Regions from separate parts of the Mus musculus genome. Here regions 2, 3, 4 and 5 are each linked to region 1. A link is a contact called in public Hi-C, HiChIP or PLAC-seq and promoter capture Hi-C data. All regions are on one chromosome and are shown on one strand. The core of a region is the stretch at or near the end of the contact, and the rest is flanking DNA. Distances in the headings are between cores, read along the strand shown. Region 1 holds the start of 6330420H09Rik (RIKEN cDNA 6330420H09 gene). Region 2 holds the start of C230079O03Rik (RIKEN cDNA C230079O03 gene). Region 3 holds the start of Clrn3 (clarin 3). Region 4 has its middle 24 kb from the start of Gm36675. Region 5 overlaps Gm36675 (a long non-coding RNA gene).

Region 1 (4,234 bases), core at 1,447-3,946:
GGTGGTGGTGGTGATGGTGGTGGTGATGGTGTGTGTGTGTGTGTATGTGTGTGTGTGTATGCAGATGTGTGTGAGTGTGCAGGAATATGTGTGCAGGTCTGTGTGAATGTGTGTGTGTATGTGTGAGTATGTGAGAGTATGTGTGAGTAGGTAAGCATGTGTGTATGTGTGAGTGTGTATGTATGTATATGTGTGTGAGTATGTATGTGAGTGTGTGTGCATGTGTGTATGTGTATCTGTATATCAGAGAGAGAGAGAGAGAGAGAGAGAGAGAGAGAGTAAAAAAGAGGGCCAGTAGAGGAAGCCAAACTCTTTATGACAATCCATTCCTATTCAGTCTTGAGAGAACTAACCCTATCTCTGGAGAGGATCATTAATCCATCATGAGGGAAGGCTCCTCAATTCATGAACCCAAATGAGTTTTAAAGACTCCATTGCCTCATGCTCTCACACTGGGGAATTAAGCCTCCATGTGAATTTTGGCAGGGACAAACCATATCCTGACCACAGCACATGGCTTCGTTTATCTAACCCTAACTTCATTTTTTGGGGGGACCCAAGAAGAAGGTAAGATGCAGGAGACAGGGAGTCACTGGGGTCCCAAGGAGGCATCTATAGAAGAGACCTTTTATTTAGGGGCATAGTAGACATTTACTAAAAAGGAGGGTCATACTGACACAAAACTTCTTCCTAAACATGTGTGTGTGTGTGTGTTCAAGAATGAAAGCTCATTTTTACCCAGTACCCATAAGGCTATTCAAACTCACCCTGCAACAAGCATCAGGCTCTCCTGGGTATCAGGTCCTGTGGTCACAGAGATGCCAGAGTGCATTCAAAGACTAGGGAAAGAGAAGGGCAAGTGCTTACTTGCTTGCAGAGACTCACACAGATTTTATCGAGCTGGGTTCTAATCTGTAGGATATGTGTAGCCTTGGTCTCTGTGGTCCCTCTTCCCTGATCCCAATGGGCCTGGCAGCTGTGTACATTCTGAGCTGTACCTGGTTCTCACACAAGCCTGGAATGACACATTCCTCCACACGGGATGGGACACCCACAGAGAAGCCTTTTAAATCCCCTGCTGTGACACAAAAGCAACAAAAGAAAAGAAAAGAAAAGGGAGACCAGCCTTAAAGGTCTCTCCCCCATTCTGCAGGTCCTTAGTGGCTGAGTCTTTGACATTTTCCTACAAGCAAAACTTATGACCACAGTGAAGGTCTCCTCCCTTTCCAGACTCAAGCTTCCATCTGAAGAATTTCTCAGCTCATGCTGGGTTTTCTGGCTGAACTAAGAGCTGCCTGAGACATCGTGGGTTTAGTCACTGCCACCCGTTCTAGCCTCCATGAAGACACCAAGGTCATGGGCCAGGTCTCCTCTGGGCTGGCTGAAGACCACAGGGGACAGAGACGAGCCACATTAATGAATGCCCATTACACACTGCTCAGGGGAGTTTGGGTATCAGAACAGGTTATTAACCAATTTCTGAGCTATGAGACTTCATTTTTGGTGTTAAGACAGAAAATACAAAATATTGCCCAACTGCAACAGGCTTGCACATGCAGTTAAAATGATAACTTCTAAGAGATATAAAGGTTTTGCACACAGAGTTTGTACCTGGGATCCATTTGAGCAAATATAGGTAAGGACATTCTTAAGAGGAAGGTTTGCTCTGCCTTGCCAGTTTCAGCATCTTTTGGAATGGGGCTTTCAAATTGAGTCAGTATAGACCTGGCCTCTGGCCACGCGGGTGGAATTGTGGGAAATAAGATCCCTGGAGAAAGGCCTGTCTGAGTTCATTTCTGGACACTACAACCAAGGTCTTTAGAATAGCAAGGGGGTCTTTCACAGTTAAGGGGAGACTCCCTCTTGCACAGGCCTGGGCCTCCACAAGGGAGCATGGTTACTCTCTCTCATGTGGGGTTTCAAGCAGGAACCATGCCCCACACCTCAAAGGCTGGACCAGCATGTGGACCCTAGGTGTCACAGGCATTGGGAATTCATGATGGCTGTATTTTTGAAGCAAGTTGCATCCGAGAGTCCTATGATCAGCAAACTGTCCTTGCCCCTCCCTCTTCAAGTAGACCCCAGCAGGGACAGCCCCGGGTCCTGCTAGCTTGCACCAAACTATGCCTGCCTCTGTGATCACCACCCGGGCTGCCAGGGCGCCTTTCCATCGGTTAATTAGAAGCCAAGTCGGTGGAGCCCCCCGCCCGCCGCCGCCCGCTCTGCCCGCCAGGGGCGCCCTCCCCGCTGCCCGCCGGCCCTTTGATCGCCCGCGGCCCGAGGCCCGCAGCTCGCAGCCCACACTGTGGCGGGCAGGTGGCGGCAGCGGGGCGCGGCGAGCTCAGGCGCACCGGTCCCCGGGCCGCGGCGCGCTCCCCGCCACGCCACACATCAAGGCCCGGCCGGCCGGCGGGCGCCTTCATTAGCAGCCTGAAATTATAATATTATGTTAAAGAACAAAGCTGCTCCCCAGAAAAATATGTGCTGCATATCTGACAAAGATAAATTGGATTATTCAAAATATTCTTGATGAAATGTTACATTTTGCAACTAATTATCAATCTGTTTTATCTGTAGACCAGCTGGGCATTTTTGTGCATGCAAGACCGGCCTCCGCAATGATCTTAAGATGTCACTGCGGCGTTTACATCTTTTATTTCAAGGTTTAAATAACTGGGAAGTAGCTAATGTAATTCACTGCTGAGAAGAAAGGCAAGCTTCTTGATTCCTTTCCAAAGCCATCTCTTCCTAATGAACTTCTTTGGACTGTGAGTAATGAGGCTTTATTCAAATAATGTTTAAGGAAGGCTCTGTCAGTGTAATCTTGGGGAAAAAAAGGAGGGGGGCAATGTTTAATACATTTAAAACATCTCTATTCATAGCGTATTAGCCCCCACCAGCCCACAACAGCACTTACCGGTGAAGACACTTGCTCTTGCCCGTGGGAGCTTCAACTTGCAGGCAGGTTTGCCCTCTTCTGCTGCACAAAGTGAAGACCACAGCCAGATCTTCTAGTACCGAGGGGCCTGAGAAACAGATGCGGCATTCTACATTTGTCCCTCCACCCCTAATTTTTTTCTATCTGGTTTTATCTTGGGGATTGTGCCGATATAGTTTAATTGAGTTGTGGGCATTCCCCCCGCCCCCCTCTGGTTTGAGACGGCAGTTGATTCTAGGTTGTTCACGTTTTCCTTGGATATTGGTAGCTAGAAAAGGCACTTGGTCTGCTTGTATGGGGACCGCAGTCACTCCCTACCTTCCAGGTAGCAAATGTATTTTGAGTGACCTTGTGTGACTGTGGACTCGCTCTCTCGCACAGATGTACTTTCTGACCCACCTGGCCTTTCAGTTGTAACTCAGAGACTAACGGAATCTTCCTGATTGGTGCTTTAGACTTTGGGTGTTTTTGTTTTTTGTTTTTTTGTTTGTTTGCTTGTTTTTTGTTTTCCGGGTTTTTGTATGTTTTGTTTTGTTTTTTCAGCTTTCTTTTGGCCAAGCTCCACGGAGAAGGCAAGGCTTCCCACTGTATGGATGAGGAACCGGAAGCCAAAGAAAGGGGATGCTGGGCTGTGCTCAGTGATACCCCGAGGATACCCAAGGGGCCTCAAAGGAGACACAGCCGGCACTGACACATGTTCTGAGCGCCCCACTTAGCAAAGGATGAAAGATGGAGTTGTAACCGCTGGGAGAAACATGTGGGGGACCTGTCACTGTGTGGATTTCCCTTCTCAGCTGAAAGGTCTTCAAAGTGCCTGTGAGGAGCATGCCAAGGAAAATCAACAGCCATTCTCCCACCGAAATGACAGAGCAGGCATCCTTCTTGCTCTCCTAATTGATATCATTGTGACTGCTTTTCCATAAAATTATCCCCAGACAGGTTCTCAGAGCTGTCACCAAGCCATTTGAAATTTTGCATGAAGCACGTCTCTGTATGTGTTGCCTCTCTGCATGACTTCTTTCTTTTCCTTCTTTGGGCCTGGCTTTTACAAAATGTCTTTTGTACTCTTCACAGAAGAGAATAACTTCTGACCTCACTGTCTGCCTGGGTCTGATCCCTGGGCATTTCATTTGGCAATCCCAGGGTAACAGTCGAATGATAAGATGTAAAGGTTTTAAGAAATGAGTCTTGGACTTCCCTGAGTCCAGTGAGAAAGGGATTTTTCTTTGTTTTAAAGTACTCTTTCCTCCTCAGATGTTTCTTTGGTGGATTCTTGGATATCTGGAGCTCTGCTGA
Region 2 (3,973 bases), core at 1,259-3,758, 500 kb after region 1:
ATCTCCAGGATCTGGAATCACCTTTTGACCCTAGAGTTTGTCTGCCTGTCTGTTTCTCTGTCACTTCATGTTCTGACATGGGACGACGCCCCTATTTCTCTCCCACATGCAGAGTGATTTTTACCCCCTGATTTACTGTTGCTCTACTCTTGCTGATTTACACTTTTTTTTGGCTAGTACATATATTAATTTTCAATAAAAATTAGAAAGATAAATCAGTAATATTTATGACTGGCGATACAAACCATTTAGGAAAATATGTCAAAGTGGCACTGGAGGTGTGTCCCCATCCCTTTCTAACTCTATCGCAATGTTCTTTAAGAAAGAGGTCAACGTGAAGAGGCAGCTAGAAGAGGAATCAAATGCTTAATAGGAAAAGAAAGGGAGAGGTTGAGAAAAGGATGATGAGTAGGACATTCATGTCCCCTGTGTCCCACATAAAAGACAGCACAGAAGTCAACAGTAGGGATCTGAGGGCATCTGCACCAAGATGAGTCCCCTGTTTCCATATGCCAAGGTCTAACTCCAGGTATTTTGGTGACGCTGCATTGGAGAAGTTCTTCCCAAAAGGGTGTTCCAATGTGGTTGATTAAGCAGGCCAAGGGGACAAGATAACTCGGGTTCTTGAGCAGCAAGGGCGGGAGATCTTTGCTACCTGACTTGGCAGGATTCCTAATCAAACTGAACTCCAGGGCAGAAGGGAGACATGAGCAGATGGGGCCCAGAGGAGGCTGGCTTGCTATGGCAGCAGGATAGGGCTTTTGTAAGGACAGATGGGGCAGATGATGAAGACGAGAAGCTACAGCAAAGATGCCTATCTACCAGCTGAGAAGAGAGAAGAGAGACCAATGCCAAGTACCAGACTTGCAGTACACACCTTATTATAGGGTTCAACAATTCTTAAGGTCTGGGTCCTGGAGCTTCCTTGAAGTTCATTGTATTGAAAGGTGACCTTCCCATGTCTGGTGGCCTCTCACGAGTTGTGCTGGCCTTCTTTTTTTTTTTCCCATGGTAATTCATAGAGGGGGGCTCAAAACAAAACAAAAAAACAATTAAAAACAATTTCACCTTGAGATGAGGCTCCTGTCAGCTTGCATCTGTGCGTATAAAGAGGTGCTTTGTTTAGATGAACTATTCCCTAGCTCCCTTGTGAGGGCTCCTGTTTGTTTTCTGTCTTTCTTCACAATTTCAGAGCTACTGAAGACACACACACACACACACACACACACACAAATGTATGCAGGCACATACACATTTGGGACACACATACATATATTCACACATGTAGGACACACATACACACATTCACACATGTAGAACATACAAGTCCACACAGATGCACACAGACGTAGGATGCACATGCACACACAATTTCCTATAATTCCACACACAAAAATGAGATAAAACAAAAAGCTGTCAGGTGCTGGCTTATCTCCTTAACTGCACAGATCTTCTGGCATTTCTCTGTATTTTTCTTCCTAGCCTCCCACCTGACCTCACTTGCTCTCCAAATTCTCCCCATTGTGGCCAAATGTCACAGCTCATATGCAGCGGTTTGAGCCATGAAAACATGCTGTAAATGTGTGCCTCTGCCCTTTGATCTCAACCCTTCTCTGCCTTCTGCAGCAATCTCCTTTGCCCAAATGAAAAGCCCTTGATTAGCCAGCTCTTCTGACTCCTGGCATAGAGAAAACCCTCACCTCACTTTGCTCAAGGAAGCCAGTTGTATGGGTTGAATAAATTTGCATACAAAGTCTCAGCATTTCAAGTAACAGTTCAAGAACCAATGAATGAACAGCAACTGCAAATGCCCAGCTCTGACCCCACCCCCACAACAGAGCAGTCAGAGGACAGAGTCAGGAATGCCTATGTCCTCAGGTGTAGGTAACCCAAGAGCACAGGGCAGGGGCCCGGACAGAAAAGGTGGATCCCCAGGACTTACCAGTTAGTCAGTCATTCTGGCCAAAATGGTAAGCTGCAAGCCAAGGAGAGAGCCTGTCTCAAAAATAAGATAGAGAAGCAAATAGAAGAGGATGTCCTAACATCATCCTCTGCTCTCCACCTACCCATACCTGTGCAGAGACAGAGAGAGGGTGAGAAGGAGGGTGGGAGGGAGGGAGGGAGGGAGGGAGAGAGAGAGAGAGGAAGAGCCTGCCATTATTAAAATGTTTAGTGATTTCAACGTCCATTTTAATCGAAAGCCCAGGATTTTGCAATGACAAGCACACAGGGAGCCATGCTCCCTGTCTGGTACCAAAGTCCACTACGCACAGCTGTGCTATTCAGCCAAATGAAAGATCTAGCATTTTCCAGATGCACCTAGCTAGGCACAGCCATACTTCAAACTCAAATGTGACTCACTTTTGAGCTATTTCTCACAATTATCTGCTTAGGTGCCCCAACTTTAACCCACTTTGAGGAGGATCCTATGCAGATGAGAAACCCCAGGTCTAAGGCAGTTTCCGTCTCTAGCAGAACAGGGCTGTGGCTGGAGGGAAGAATTCTAATTGTGTCTCTTATGAAACTCATGAATTATCCTGGTTTCTCCGTCACCTGTAACTTTGCTTATTTTCCGATTGCTGTTTTAAGTCTGTGCTCTGTGTTTCTAAATGGGAAAACTGCTGTGAACATGAAAAATATCCTTGGGAAAGTCTTCTCTCGGCTACTTAGCTTGAGAGACCAACTGCTGGTTTTAATCTTATGCCCACTGGGACTGCGCAGAACTCTCTCTAAAACTGCGGCATGCTCAACTCCTCGACATTTTTTTAAAGCATGCGAAAAACAAATTAAGAATAACTTAAGAGCTCTTGGCTCCCCTCTGCTTCAAAGACACCTATAGGAACTTCAGGACAGAGCCGGATGGTGGAGGCGGTACACGGAGCAGATGGCGGGAGGAAGAGATGGCCCCACCAGCCATGGTCTCAGCTGCAGGCTGTGCACGCTTAGCCCTGATTATTCCTTCCCCGGTCAGCAGGGCATTTTGTTCTCATACGCGGGTATTTCCCACTAAGAACATAAGACGACAGCATAATCTATCAGGCAACCTGCATAACCCGCTGACTTGGAAGCCATTGTTATGCTCTAGGTCTCAGCTAAATCTATGGGAACTAACTGTGTAATCCTTCAACGGTGCGGAAAACCTCTAAAACCTAAGTGTGAAACTCTATGCGCGTGCAGTCTGAGCATGGACTTGAACACCTAGTCTCACTCCAGTGTTTACTGGTTTTGGCCCTGAGGAAGATCCCAACCCCGAGGCAGCTACCCTGCTGCTTCCTTTTGTGGTTTCAGCATCAGCTTATTAGGGGAGAGGGGACTATGATCAAATGTATGGAACAAAGTTTACTTAATGTAGCATAATGTCCATAATGTAACATTTGGTATTTCATTTTTTCTAGGGGGGAGGTGGGGTTCAAGACAGGGTTTCTTTGTAGGCCTCCTGGCTGCCTTGGAACTCACTCTATAGACCAGACTGGCCTTGAACTCAGAGATCTGCCTGCCTTTGCCTCTGGAATGCTGGGATCAAAGGTGTGCGCTATCACCATCCAACATATGCACTAAAAAAAAAAATTTGTGTTAGTTATTTGAGAAATTTTCGATGTCTTTTAACCATATTTGCTACACTCTCAATGCTACACAGATCCACCACCCACTTCCCTGCTCACCCAACTTTGTCTTCCTCTTTTGTTTTATATCCATCAAGACCTATTTGTGTTGTCTGTATATATTCTTGGATGTGTGGCCTTCCACTGGAGCATGGCAAACTACCAGGGTCTATACTCTCAAAATAGCCTGACTTTCCCTCTCCTGGCAGCTATCAATGCTAATAGGTCCTCAGCTAGGGTGGGACCTGTACCTACCTCCCTTCTCACGACAAGACTTGGTCCTATTGAGCTCCAATGGGACTTGTTTGAGCTGTCACAAATTTTGTTAGGTTTTTTGTTTGTTTGTTTGTTTTATTTTTGATATTATAACT
Region 3 (4,101 bases), core at 1,341-3,840, 330 kb before region 1:
GAAGTCATAAAGACCATTCAGCCACTCATGGCTAGAGCTAAACAATCACTTATCTGCATAGTAGACAAACCAGGACCAATCTAGCCAGCCAAGCTCATTGTCAGCCCAGTTCCACAACAGAAGGCTTCCTGACTGGGGCTGACTGGGCATCATCTCCATTCATTGACCTCTGGTTGGCTGGATGGGTTTGGCTCTTTAAATCTGCCAACCAGATTTAAAAGGCCTAATCTGCTTTCTCATTGAAAACCCTGTAGTCTAATAGACACAAGATATCAGACAGGGTCTGATAATATGAATGACTGCTTGAGGATTTCAGTGTTTCCTGGCCCTAGCTACAAAGCTAACACACTTGACGTCTCAAGGGGAAACATCAGTATCTAAGTGCTGAGCAGGACAACGCATATTTAACTTTATACAGGTTAAATTTTGCTACCAATGATTGGCTAATGATGTTCTCAGCAACTCTGGCTTTCTGGCAGGAGAGCATCAGGTCTTCCTGTCGATCCTGGATTCTGTTGACATGGTAAGCAACAGGTGAGCCTTAGCATTGCCTACATGTTCTAAGGATGACTTCTCGTCTGGGATAAACATTTACATGCTCAGTGCTTATCACAGTCACAGGTATGGAAAAATCCCACAGTCTCTGAGTGGCCCTTACATGCCATCTAGCAATTGTGTAACATCTTCCTCCACTGGGTGGTTGTTCACCCTCTGTAGCAATGAGAGGTTGGACAGTGTGGTGGGGGTGGGAGATTTACAGTGTGGCTTTCCCATAGTGAACGGTAAAAACAGAGAGTCAGGCACAGGCAGTGAGAGCATTCTACCTGTCTCTACGCTGACCAGAAGGGGCCTAACTGGCACTGATCCCAAGCTTTGCTCTCCCTGACTGGGCTGTCCTTCCTTTCCAGACACCAGAATGGTCACTCCCCATCATGTAGACCTTACCTTCCCTGACCTTCTCTGCTCCACCTTGACTAGAGTCAGGGATTCCATTGAAGTCATCAATCTCTAGATGGAATCAACTGTTCCCAAGCCAATTCTGTAGCCTTCTGTCCCAAGCCAACACTGTAGCCTTCTGTCCCAAGCACTTAAATTTGCCAGAGGATTCACAAACAAGTGGACAGTTTTTTTTGTTTGTTTTTTTTTGTTTTGTTTTGTTTTTTTGTTTTTCCGTTTTGAAAATGCTATTACTGAGAGCTGAAGGGGACTTTGAAATCTGAGCTCCTGGATGTTTTAGAGGAGGTCTCTTCGGGCTCCTGAAAGGCTGTGGTGAGCACCAGGGGAGGGGGAAGCAGCTGAAACCTCAGATAAGATGTGCTTTTCCTATCACTCAAAGACACAGTGAGAGCTCAGAGGTACGTTGCCCTGGATTTATAGAAACCATTTTATTAACAAAATCATAAACCTGCTAGAACTCTATCCTGGAGTATGGGCACCAAACATCACACAGGCATAAGGTGCATAGTTAGAAATGTAAATGCCCAAAATACATCTGTACAGACCCTGAACTGAGCAACGTAAAGTCCGCTTATATGATGCTATGTAGTGAATAATTGTGGCTATTACTTTTCAAAAACCGTAATGCTAGGTCTTAAAATCCAAAACTCGACTAGCTGCCATCTACTTATCTTTGATAGTTTATTTTGTATTTATGGAGAGGAAGGCATTATTACATCAGAAATGAGTAACAAACAGGAAGTCCTATAAGTAACAGGATTAAAATGGAATTAAATACCATCCCCAACAATGAGATACTCTATATACAAAAGTGTGGATTCAAGAAGCTGAGAAACTTACTGATACTGATGTCTTCTCCTTGACATTTTCCCTATGTGATTACTTACAAACTTCTGGAAGTTTGGATGCCCCAAGTCAAAGCCCATGGTCGATTTTAAAACACTGCTTATGCTGGCTCTTAAACACCATAAGTCTGCCACATACTTTAACTTAATTATTCACTTGTCAATAAACCAGATAGGTACAACTCAAGCCCAACTGCCGATACAATGGTTTAGACTCCAAAGATAACAAGATAATTGGAGCCATGAGTCTGAAAACATAATAAACACCTTCAAAATTATGAGTTAGTCCAATGATAGCCTCACTTGGGACTTTGAAGGGACTAGTTTTGAATGGCTGTTTGGCCCAAATGTAGAATGGTGTGTCTTACCCATGGCCTGCCATTCCCATTCTAACTGGGTGGTCATTTACCTTCAAAGTTTTTGTCCAGATCTTGAAGGCCTTCATTCAACTCTTGAGCACTCGTACCACGGAAGAGCCCATAGGTAATAACAATGGTACCGTTGGAGATAGCATCTGTAAAGAAAATCCTGCTGGTGATCCATGCCTGAGTCGCAAGAATGGAGCAGATGACAACAACTGAGCCCAGGCTTGTGAGAAAGCCAGACAGGAACATCAACGTTTTCTGTGTGGTTGGCATTTTCTCAGGAAGAAAGCTCCCCGCGATAAAACAACAGCAACCTTAGAATATTTGGGGGCCTTATCATTTGGGATCCAGTATTTAGAAAGGACGTCTAGCACTTGGTTGTAAATGTAAAACCTGCGTCTTCCTGGGAAGTTTTATGCTTACTGAACGTTGACCTGTGAACAAAGCCATAAAGACGTGCAGAAGCTGAACTTTGGTCTTGCAGAAACGGTTGTTATGGTTGCAGCCAACCAGCATGAAGAAGGGCTAGGCAATCCTTTCAGGTCTTCCTCAATCACATGACTAGTTTATAGCCTTTATCATGCTGTGGAAGCCAGGTTAATCTACAGTGTAACTTGAATTCTCAAATCATGAGAATAGAGACTTAGACCCCAAAGGGATAGCATAGGGATCCCCAAAGCAAACCTCAAGGCTTTGTCAAGGTCCTGTGAAGTGGAAAGAGAAAGGCTCACTCTTCCTTCTGGGTTATATACCTCCTTATTCTCAGATCATATTAGGGAGGAGTGCCCATCAAATTCTCTCTTCCAAATGGCATTCTATTTGAATCTGATTTAAATGATAATCTTTATCAGTTTTTAGTACTTTGTTAAAAGTGGTTCTAAACATTCCTGCTTAGATCTGTGTCCTAGTTACTTTCCTATTGCTGTGACACTATGACCGAGGCAACTTACAAAACGAAGCATTTAACTGGAAGCTTGTTTTGGTTTCAGTTTCAGAAGCTTAGTCCATGTTCATTGTTCATTGTGACAGTGAGTATGGCAGGCCTGGGACATGGCATTGGAGGAATAGCTAAGAGCTTATATCCTGACCTGCAGGCAGGAGGCAAAGTGAAAACCCAGGGCTGGGCCCAGCATAGGCCTTTGAAACCTCAAAGTCCATCCCCCATGTGACACACCTCCTCCAACAAGACCACACCTCTTAATCCTTCCTAAACAATCCATCAAGTGCCAACCAAACATTTAAATAAGTGAGCCTATGGGGGGGGGGCATCCTCATTCTAACCACCATACTCTCTAACTCCTGCCTTATGGCCTTGCAGCTAGCTTGGCCTAGCAGTTAGTCCTTGGTGGTACTTACCCACTCATTTCTTGAGATTACAGACAGTCACAAACTATTCTTTCATTTTTCTTTTTCTTGTGTTCTTTGATTACAGAACAATATTGAACATGTATATCAGAACCCTGTCCTCTTAGATAACCTACTTACCTGTGGGATGAGGGCTCTCCTCTTGTAAATGTAGAAAAGGGACTGAAGACACAGAAATCACTAGACTCAGTCAATTCACTTCTGGGGGAAAGAGACACATATAGATAATTATAGAATAATAATGTTGAAAGACAAGGCAGGCATCAAGCTGAAGTCAGAACAGGGGACATACCACACTTCTGTCACCACATAGATAGATAGATAGATAGATAGATAGATAGATAGATGACAGACAGAAAGACAAATGATAGATTATAGAAAGACACAGGATAGATAGATAGATAGATAGATAGATAGATAGATAGATAGATAGATAGATAGATAGATGACAGACAGACAAATGATAGATAGATTATAGAAAGACACAGGATAGATAGATAGATAGATAGATAGATAGATAGATAGATAGATAGATGACAGACAGAAAGACAAATGATAGATAGATTATA
Region 4 (3,866 bases), core at 1,177-3,676, 280 kb after region 1:
GTTCTCTGGCTCTTCCCACAACTGTGCATTCTGCCAAGTGACCTGGATGTCAGGAGAGCCATTGCTTTGCCTTTCTTCAGTCTTCTTGTCAGGGCCATTCTTTCTCTGGAGTTATGCTCAGGCAGGTCTGGAGAACATATTTGGCTCTGGTCAAAGAAGCCCCTGGGTTGATGCTGGAATCCAGCCCAGGCCTGCACAGTTGTAGTCTCTTGGGGCTAGGAGCTTTGTCTCTGAAGCTGACATTTGTTGTTGAGTGGAGGATGGGCATGGCACAGACGGATGCAGCAGCAAGATAGCCCTCTTCATGAATCCATTGGAAGACAGGGGTGGTTCCAGGCAAGGTCATGTCCAGTTGAGATTGCTGCCCTCGGCAAGAACAAGATGTGAACATTCTTCTCTAAATGCTGAGCCTGTGCATGAGCCATGGCCAGTGTGTATGACTGTGTGGTTAGCTGTGGGACTATGGGACCCTGAGTGCACATGCCCAGTGTGTGGGACACAGGACCACTTGGCTTCCCAAAGGTATTGCCTTCTTGACTGATGTCTATGTGCACTGTGAGATATCTTTCTAGCTCTCCAAAGGTGAGTGTTCCTGAGAGGTGAGTGTTCTAACCCTTTAATCTATTGCCTTACTTGCTACAGTGACTAAATTGAGGATGTTGATGTGGGAGACAATTCTGGGTTGTTTGGAGACCCAGTGTCATCAACAAATGTCCTCTTAAGGACACTTCACAAATTTCTGACATGGTGAACACAAAGATGACCAAGCTCAGCCCTGGTTTCAGGAACTTAGAATCCTACCTCCAGCCCAGATTATATCCTGTCCTGGTTACCACACCTCAGAACTAGCCCCTGGAGGGAGACTCAGAGTTCTCAACTCTGCTTGCCTGGTTCTCACCTCAAGGCTATGACTCAGAGTGGAGCACAGGAAACTGTTGGCTCCCATCACCACAGCAGCTGAGAAACTCACACATTTTCAACTTCCGGGTGTGAGGAAAAGTCTGGAACTTCTCTTCCTGTCAATTGTCTGCAGGGCTCTGCTTCTTCATGCTTTGGAGAGAATCCTTGCCTTGCCTTGGTCAGCTCCTGGAACTTGCCTGGACCCCTGAGCTCTGTGACCCACCTCACTCTTTCCTCTGCTTCGATAACATCGGGTCCCTAGTCTAGAGACAAAATTGTCTCCCACCCCAATATCCTCAACTTAGTCATCTTAGAAAGTAAGGTAATAGATTCAAAGGTTAGGGAACCTACCTTGAAGGGGGACACCTATGAAAGAGACACAGAAAATACAAAGATAAAATTCAAGAGAGGGGATGTTCCCAAAGCAGGTGAGGTATCTTCTCTGTGCATCTAGTTGCCACGAAGACCAGGAAGGTCCCCAAGTTAGTCCCAGCGCCTTTGATTCCTTTGCTTTGCTAGTTCCCTTTGTTCTTCACTTCAGAGTTTCAATCCCATAATGCACATGAGCACACACACACACACACACACACACACACACACACACACACGAGCGAACGAACAAGCTTTCTTTCTTTTTCTTTCTTTTAATTTGGTATTTATTGAAGCTGATGGAGTGAGCTGGATAAGAATGCCCAAGAGTAACTGATGTGCCACTTAAAATATTGAACATCCATTTAGAAAAAAACTGTACTGAACGCTTGGTCCCATCACAGCCCACGTGGTTCTGCCCCTGTACTCTGGGGTCTCAGCCAGAGATCAAATCCCTCAACTCCAGCCATGCAGAGCTGGGCCCAGTTCTCTGCTGGAGAAACACTAAGTCCCAGAGAACAGGGTCATTAAGCAAAGTTAGTGACAAGAAGAGAAGAGAGAAAGTGACAGCAGCCATGGGTCCCAGGGAGAGGTGGCCTCTTAGATAACAGGACACGGGCACATCTCCACTCCCAGATGCCCAAGCGAGGCCCCTGTTAATCTCAAGAGTCAAGAATTTTATAGATGTAGTGGCCTGCTTTTCCATGAGGACCCACACTATTCAAAGCATGTCATGTATGTATCTCATCGACAGAGGACATTGTACAAGCATTCTATTTTCGAAGCAAGGGACAAAGAATTTTAAGGACTGACATCAGCTTTCCAGGGGGTGGCGGCAGCTCGTGTCTCTAAGATCTTGCTTCCCTTTTGATACTGAGAATAAACCCCGGAACGGAACCTGTTACTTTACGAAAGGCTTAGTGAACAGGGCCATTTGGGAGGAGGGTGACTTTAGGATTTGACTGACCTCAAGCGTGGGAACCGCTGTTGGCTCCTGTGCTGCGGGGCATGCATTTAAAGCCTTGCAAGTCTGGCTTCTGACTTGAGTTTCACAGCGAATGCAAATGGGTTTCTGATGAAGAATCTGATATTTCCTCCCCTGGCCTGGCTGGAGGCATTTCAAAGGCAGGCTTCCAGGCCTGGCAAGCTGCTGGCATTCTCAGATTTAAAGACAGACTTTACCAGTGACTGGGGCCAGCCAGAACAGGAAGACATGGGCAGGCCTTGGGGGAGAGGGGGCAGAGAAGTGCTGAGGTGTGTGGAAAGCAAGCAGGGCTCTGGTTTCACTGAGAATTTATTATTATTATTATTATTATTATTATTATTATTATTATTATTATTATTTGTAGATGCTCAAGCACACGGTGATGGTGATGGCGTTTCAGGAGCTGGGTGGGAAACTGAGGCAGCTTACCCTTCCCAGGACAGCTCCAGCTTTGCAGAGGACTGGGGAGATGTCCTCGCTCCTCTGACAGAGGTGCTTCAGTCTCCTCTAGCTGACCGGCTTGCCTTGGTTAGGGCTTTGACGATTGGATTGCTTAGCTTCTGAGGAACTCAGGACTGAGGGTCCAGGCTCCCTGTCTGCAGTTATTGCCACATCAGAAACTTTATGCCTCCATATTCAATTGGAACTCAATAATTCTTCATCATTTTGTTGCCTGGTATATGGCTGAACGCAGTATAATGAGGTTGTCTTAGACAATTTTAATCGTTATTAGTAAAATATTAATGCATCCGTTTATTCAGAAACTCAATCAATGACACCTTTCATCTTAGATGCATTGCTTAATGAGTCCAGCGAGGAACCTCTGGGGAGCAGCAAGTGACTGGTGGAAAGTTCCAGAAGATGTAAGCTAATTCTATCAGTGCGGCTTCTCTCTGTACATGCTTTAGTCATGGAACAGGCACCCCAGGGAGCTGTCTTCTGACCTTTGGAGTCATCTTTACTTCTGGTTTCCATGGCTTCCCTAGAACCTTGCCTGCTTGTTCAGAGAGTCTGCAGTTCCTCCCCCCCCTCCTCCCCCTCCCCCTCGAGCTCCCTGCCCAGCTCTCACCTCCTGGAGAGTTTTAATTCGGGGAATTTAGAAGGCTTAGCCTGGAGCGTTTTTGTTCATCCAGTTCTGCCTCTCTTTCTTTAAAATTCTTTATTTCCCTAACCCGAGCTACATACAACTCGGGCTGTTGGCCACAAATCCGTGTTGCGGATTCTGTGTGCTCTCTGAAGCGGGATTTGTTAGTATTCCACTGTGGGACCAAGCCAAGTCCCTAATAAAGTCTCTCTGGGGCTCTGCAATGAAGGTCACGGCCAACCTCAGCTCTTTATGTCTCAGTGGCTTCTTTAACCTGTCTTAAAATTGGATGAAGTAAAAACCAAAGATGATAAATGCACCATAAGTTTGATGAGCTTGATCGAAGTGTGAAAAAGGAAACCAATGTCCCACTGAGTCTCCTTGCCTGTTGTCAGAGGGAACCCCAGGTCTGCTCCTGCCAGCTCTGATACACATCTGGGCTAGAAGGACCAAATTACAGAAAGCATTCAACTAACCCTTAAAGAAACTCACAGGTAAGCCTGAAAATATTTGTTTAGAATTCTAGAA
Region 5 (3,947 bases), core at 704-3,203, 310 kb after region 1:
AGGCGAATATTAGGAGTAATGAAGGACTCAACATCAGGGATCAAAGCCCGTATTCAATGGTCATAGGAAAAGAGCAGCAGGGATTAATGGAGAGCAATAAAGCCGCAAAAGACAAGCTTAACATTAGGAATGAATAGTACACAGTTTAGACACTGAGGAGATTTAAAAAAACGATTAAAATAATCATATTGAAAACCTCATGTAAAAGATTGGGAACATTAGATAAACTGGCTAAAAACCCGAGAAACTAAAATTTATCAAGATATAAGCAACAACAACAACAAAAACCCCACAACCCCACAAAACAACCACAGCAAACAAAGGCAAACCTAAACAGGGGAATTCAGAATCCCCGGGTGGCAAATGTCAAACCCAGATCCACCGTGAGTATGAGTTTCTAAAGGCAAGGGAGAAAGAATTTCAACCTAAGCTTCAAAAGATACCTGGGCAGAATCCACATCTACCTCAAAGAGTAGACACAGAAACTGAGTATCCTCAGTGCCTCTTCGGGGACTGATGACCCTACAGGTAGAAGGATGCACTATGGAAAAAAAGACAGTGCCCATGTCTCTCTTATAAATACAGAAGCAAAAATCTGAAGGACATCAGTGAAGAGGATCCAGCAACATAGTAAAACTATATTTCATCTTAAGGAACTCCTGTTTACGCTAGGAAAGCCGTTCTGGTCTGTGAGGTGGAGACTAACTATATTCACCTCAAACTTACAGATGATTAATGAAGTTTAATCTCATAATACAATAAGGAAAATCAACTTTAATATTAATAAATTTTATAAGAAAACTAGGGAAGGAACAGATTTTACTTATTAGAGGTATAAAATGTTATAGTACACATTGGATAATGAATAATCAAAAAATGTCTTAAGTATCAGACAAAGGGAGAAAGAGCTACTGTTTAATAAGTTGTCAATATTTTTCTGTAAGCACCAGCTATTGCACTGACAAGGGAAAAAGAAAGGGGACCTCACTGTTAAGAAGGGAGCAATATTGCAGTTATTTTCCCATACAGTTGCCTACATGGAAAATCAAAACCAAAAATACAACTTTAACCAAAATAGTCATATAGAAAATATAGGTTCTTCAATATATATTTTAGTAACAAAATTTAACAAAGTACCCTTTATGTAAATACTTATAAACCTTAAACCAGGACATGAAAAGCTGTAAGAAAACAGAACACCAGAGCAGGCATTTGGATAGAGAGACTCAGTCAGGTAAATAGGTAAAGAATATTCATAGCTGATTTCAATGGAGTTTTCCTAATGGTTTTGCCATTTCTCAGTTATTTTTTAGTTCCTAATAAGTTGTGCCATCACCTTATTATTTGATAATATCATGTAATATCTGTATATTAGAGTAGTTGTTGTTTGGGTAAAGGCTTACATATTACCTTATTTTATGACTAAATGCTTTTTGCCTCGAAATCCTTACTATCACTTAATTTCTATTAGGGTTTTTACTGTGATCTCTGGGTTGCATAATCTGATATTTCTGAATAACATAGTGGGGTTTGTAACTTGACATAACACATTTCCAGGAGAAAGTGTCATAATTACACATGCATCATGATATGGAGAACCAGAAACTGACACCTTGATATATATTGCTTGACTTATGACAGGGTGGGCACGGTAGATCAGCCAGAAACGAGGGATCATTTAATACATAACTGTGAGCCAATTGTTGTCTTTATGCAAAACAATGAAACTTGATTCCTGCCTCACCATTTCAGGACCAGCTCAGCAAATCAACTCCAGGTGCCTCACAGACAGAGTGACCCGCTGGGTCTCCAGAAAGCTGTTTCACTGTGCCCTTTCACAGTCGTGACCAAAGGGAAGAAAAGAACTTTTTAAAGCACCAAATATACCCACCACAAAGGAGGAGATGGATAGGATTTTCCCATTTGCATTAGAAACTTCTGTTCATGAAAGTACATGAAGAGACTGTTGAAAAGCCAGGCCCAGGAAGAGTCACAATGGACAGTACTAACTGGAGAGAGTCAGATGTGGAGTGCGGAGGATTCCTGCATATCAGCAAGAAAAATGTGCAAAAATGACGAAGACATATTTTCCTGAAACGGAAACATGAACATATGCAAAGCAGTTCTTGACCATGTCAGAATTCAGAAAAATTCAGGTGCAAAATTCCAGTAAGCTTCTCCTTTCTGTTACTGGTTGGACAAATGCTGGAAGCTGGATGGTGCCCTGCGTTCACGAGGCTACAGCTGAGAGCGCCTCCTCTTTATGCAGGGTCTTGTGTAATTAGAAAAAAGCACTTTGCGAGATGACTTGGTACTAGTTTATAAACATGAACACTTGATTAAATAGTCTCACTCTTACTAATTAACAGACTCCTTTGCATATATGTTCTAGAAGATAAATGCATGAGTGTTCACAGAAATGTTAACAGGGATAGCAAAACCAGAAAGCAGCCTGAATTCATCAGCCTGAAAATGAATCAGAATCCCTCTTAATAATAGGATTTAAGTAGACCATTGTAAGCAATGGGCGTGCAGTTGTATAGAATTATCAGATGCAATGCAAAACGTCTTCAGTGTAGATATAGACTATCTATACAATGATTATCAGACTTAAGGTCAAGTAGAATAATAGCATATACAGAAATACACATACATACACATACTCTCTCTCTCACACACACACACACATACACACAAACACACACACAATGATTAAAACAAAACCTAAGAGCATTAAATGAAAAATTTCAGAAAGGAGATTAATTTCTGGAGTGAGGACTTGGGTTAGAGAAAGAATATTATAGCACAAAGACTTTGGTTGGATGTGGGTATGGGCTTATCTTCTGCTTCGTATTCACAAATATTTTTGTAAGCACTGCATATGGAATTACATAAAGAACGTTTGTCATGTTGTTCTAGTTGACTGTTAAAAGAGTACCACACAGGGGCTGGAGAAATGGTTCAGCTGTTAAGAGGGCACACTCCAAGTTCAGTTCCCAACACCCATGTCAAGTGGCTTACAACTGCCTGTGATACAAGCTTTGTGTAATAGGTTTAAGACTCATTCAAAGAACGCATGTCCCTAGTATTATTTACTTTGTATAAAGATATTTACAGTATTTTAACAGGACAATTAAGATCCATCAAGGTTTCAGCCCTGTAAGGCCAACGAAAGAGGAGTGTGTTGAAGTGCTCACTAAGGGTTTCTGACCCTCAGATGTTCTCATGAAGCTTGGGTCCTGGAAACTTTGCAAAATTGCTGAAGGTCAAGCCCTACATAACCTGAGTGTTCATTAGCTGTTGGTTCAGAATATGACCACGGTGACTAAGGTGAGTGGTTATGGTAGCTGCTGCTTCAACATTCAGAGTTTGGGAGCTAGCAGGCAATTGATTGTCAGGGGAAGATGGGTAGGAGCCTGGAGGGCTATTCCCTACATGGAAATCAAAACTTACCAAGAAAGCCAGCCCTGGGTAGTCAGAGACTAATCTGCCTTTGTGCTTCATAGAACTCTAGTTCTCCTTGCTCCCCTGCTCCCCTCTACCATCTCAGGGCACTCCGGGCTTCCATCAACCACAATGCTTGTCTTTTTTCCTCAGTGAATAATTTTGGTGAATCACCCAACTGTTTTAGTTTATTCTTATGTGAATAGGCCTTCCTGAATGGGTAGACCAGTTGTCTACACAACAAGGGTCAGCACCAGACTCCCTAGGAAGTTGACCTCTTCTCTAAAGCTGTGTCTGAGTTGAGGATCTGGAGGTGAGGTTGTCCTGGGCTGTGAGATTGTGTCCTAAGTGTCATCTTAGAAAGTAAGAAGACACATACAAGAGGAGGTGGGGAGAACGCAAGGCAGAGACAAAGCTGGGCATAGGGTCAGGTTGGGGAACTTTGCAGCTCCAAGCCAACAGTTGCCCATCTTGAAGAGGCCTTGGAGGAATTGTGGCTTGAC

What was found. Promoter capture Hi-C pulls out the DNA fragments that hold promoters and counts their contacts. A called contact is a pair of places that touch in the nucleus more often than the background predicts. HiChIP or PLAC-seq counts read pairs in DNA pulled down with a chosen protein or histone mark.
Region 2: a contact with region 1 is called in an H3K4me3 HiChIP or PLAC-seq map of craniofacial prominence, with 6 times the contacts expected there. The contact joins the promoter of C230079O03Rik here to the promoter of 6330420H09Rik in region 1. A contact is called at or near these places in 2 of 484 Hi-C or Micro-C datasets (embryonic retina and nephron progenitors) and 1 of 115 datasets of contacts at active chromatin or transcription factors (craniofacial prominence).
Region 3: a contact with region 1 is called in a promoter capture Hi-C map of hematopoietic stem and progenitor cells, with 2.3 times the contacts expected there. The contact joins the promoter of Clrn3 here to the promoter of 6330420H09Rik in region 1. A contact is called at or near these places in 2 of 39 promoter capture datasets (embryonic stem cells and hematopoietic stem and progenitor cells).
Region 4: a Hi-C map of neural stem cells shows a contact between it and region 1, with 2.1 times the contacts expected there. The contact joins the enhancer-like site here to the promoter of 6330420H09Rik in region 1. A contact is called at or near these places in 20 of 484 Hi-C or Micro-C datasets (bone marrow-derived macrophages, embryonic stem cells, induced pluripotent stem cells and 9 more), 2 of 115 datasets of contacts at active chromatin or transcription factors (embryonic basal ganglia and stem cell-derived neural progenitor cells) and 1 of 9 other capture datasets (embryonic stem cells).
Region 5: a contact with region 1 is called in an H3K4me3 HiChIP or PLAC-seq map of craniofacial prominence, with 4 times the contacts expected there. The contact joins the enhancer-like site here to the promoter of 6330420H09Rik in region 1. A contact is called at or near these places in 1 of 39 promoter capture datasets (liver), 1 of 484 Hi-C or Micro-C datasets (uterus), 4 of 115 datasets of contacts at active chromatin or transcription factors (craniofacial prominence, embryonic stem cells and stem cell-derived neural progenitor cells) and 1 of 9 other capture datasets (embryonic stem cells).

What each region holds. Positions count from the first base shown.
Region 1 is chr7:135,851,423-135,855,656 of GRCm38.p6, forward strand. It overlaps 6330420H09Rik (RIKEN cDNA 6330420H09 gene), which reads left to right and starts at 2,697. Exons shown (of 2, transcript NR_166518.1): 1 at 2,697-2,768; 2 at 3,482-4,234.
Region 2 is chr7:136,346,907-136,350,879 of GRCm38.p6, forward strand. It overlaps C230079O03Rik (RIKEN cDNA C230079O03 gene), which reads right to left and starts at 2,509. Exons shown (of 5, transcript NR_040459.1): 1 at 2,414-2,509; 2 at 1,943-1,975; 3 at 878-1,029.
Region 3 is chr7:135,526,064-135,530,164 of GRCm38.p6, forward strand. It overlaps Clrn3 (clarin 3), which reads right to left and starts at 2,591. Exons shown (of 3, transcript NM_178669.5): 1 at 2,212-2,591. The coding sequence starts at 2,440.
Region 4 is chr7:136,127,590-136,131,455 of GRCm38.p6, forward strand. No RefSeq gene overlaps it. Among named protein-coding and RNA genes, the nearest start is that of Gm36675, 24 kb to the right of the region's middle. Within about 2 kb of position 2,427, at least 13 of the 459 cell types and tissues checked have an H3K27ac peak or open chromatin away from gene starts, as enhancers often do. A contact at or near this core is called in neural progenitor cells, neural stem cells and stem cell-derived primordial germ cell-like cells, where this site is marked.
Region 5 is chr7:136,157,553-136,161,499 of GRCm38.p6, forward strand. Gm36675 (a long non-coding RNA gene) reads left to right here. Exons shown (of 3, transcript XR_378573.2): 3 at 1,753-2,765. Among named protein-coding and RNA genes, the nearest start is that of Gm36675, 6.4 kb to the left of the region's middle. Within about 2 kb of position 1,954, at least 8 of the 459 cell types and tissues checked have an H3K27ac peak or open chromatin away from gene starts, as enhancers often do. A contact at or near this core is called in craniofacial prominence, where this site is marked.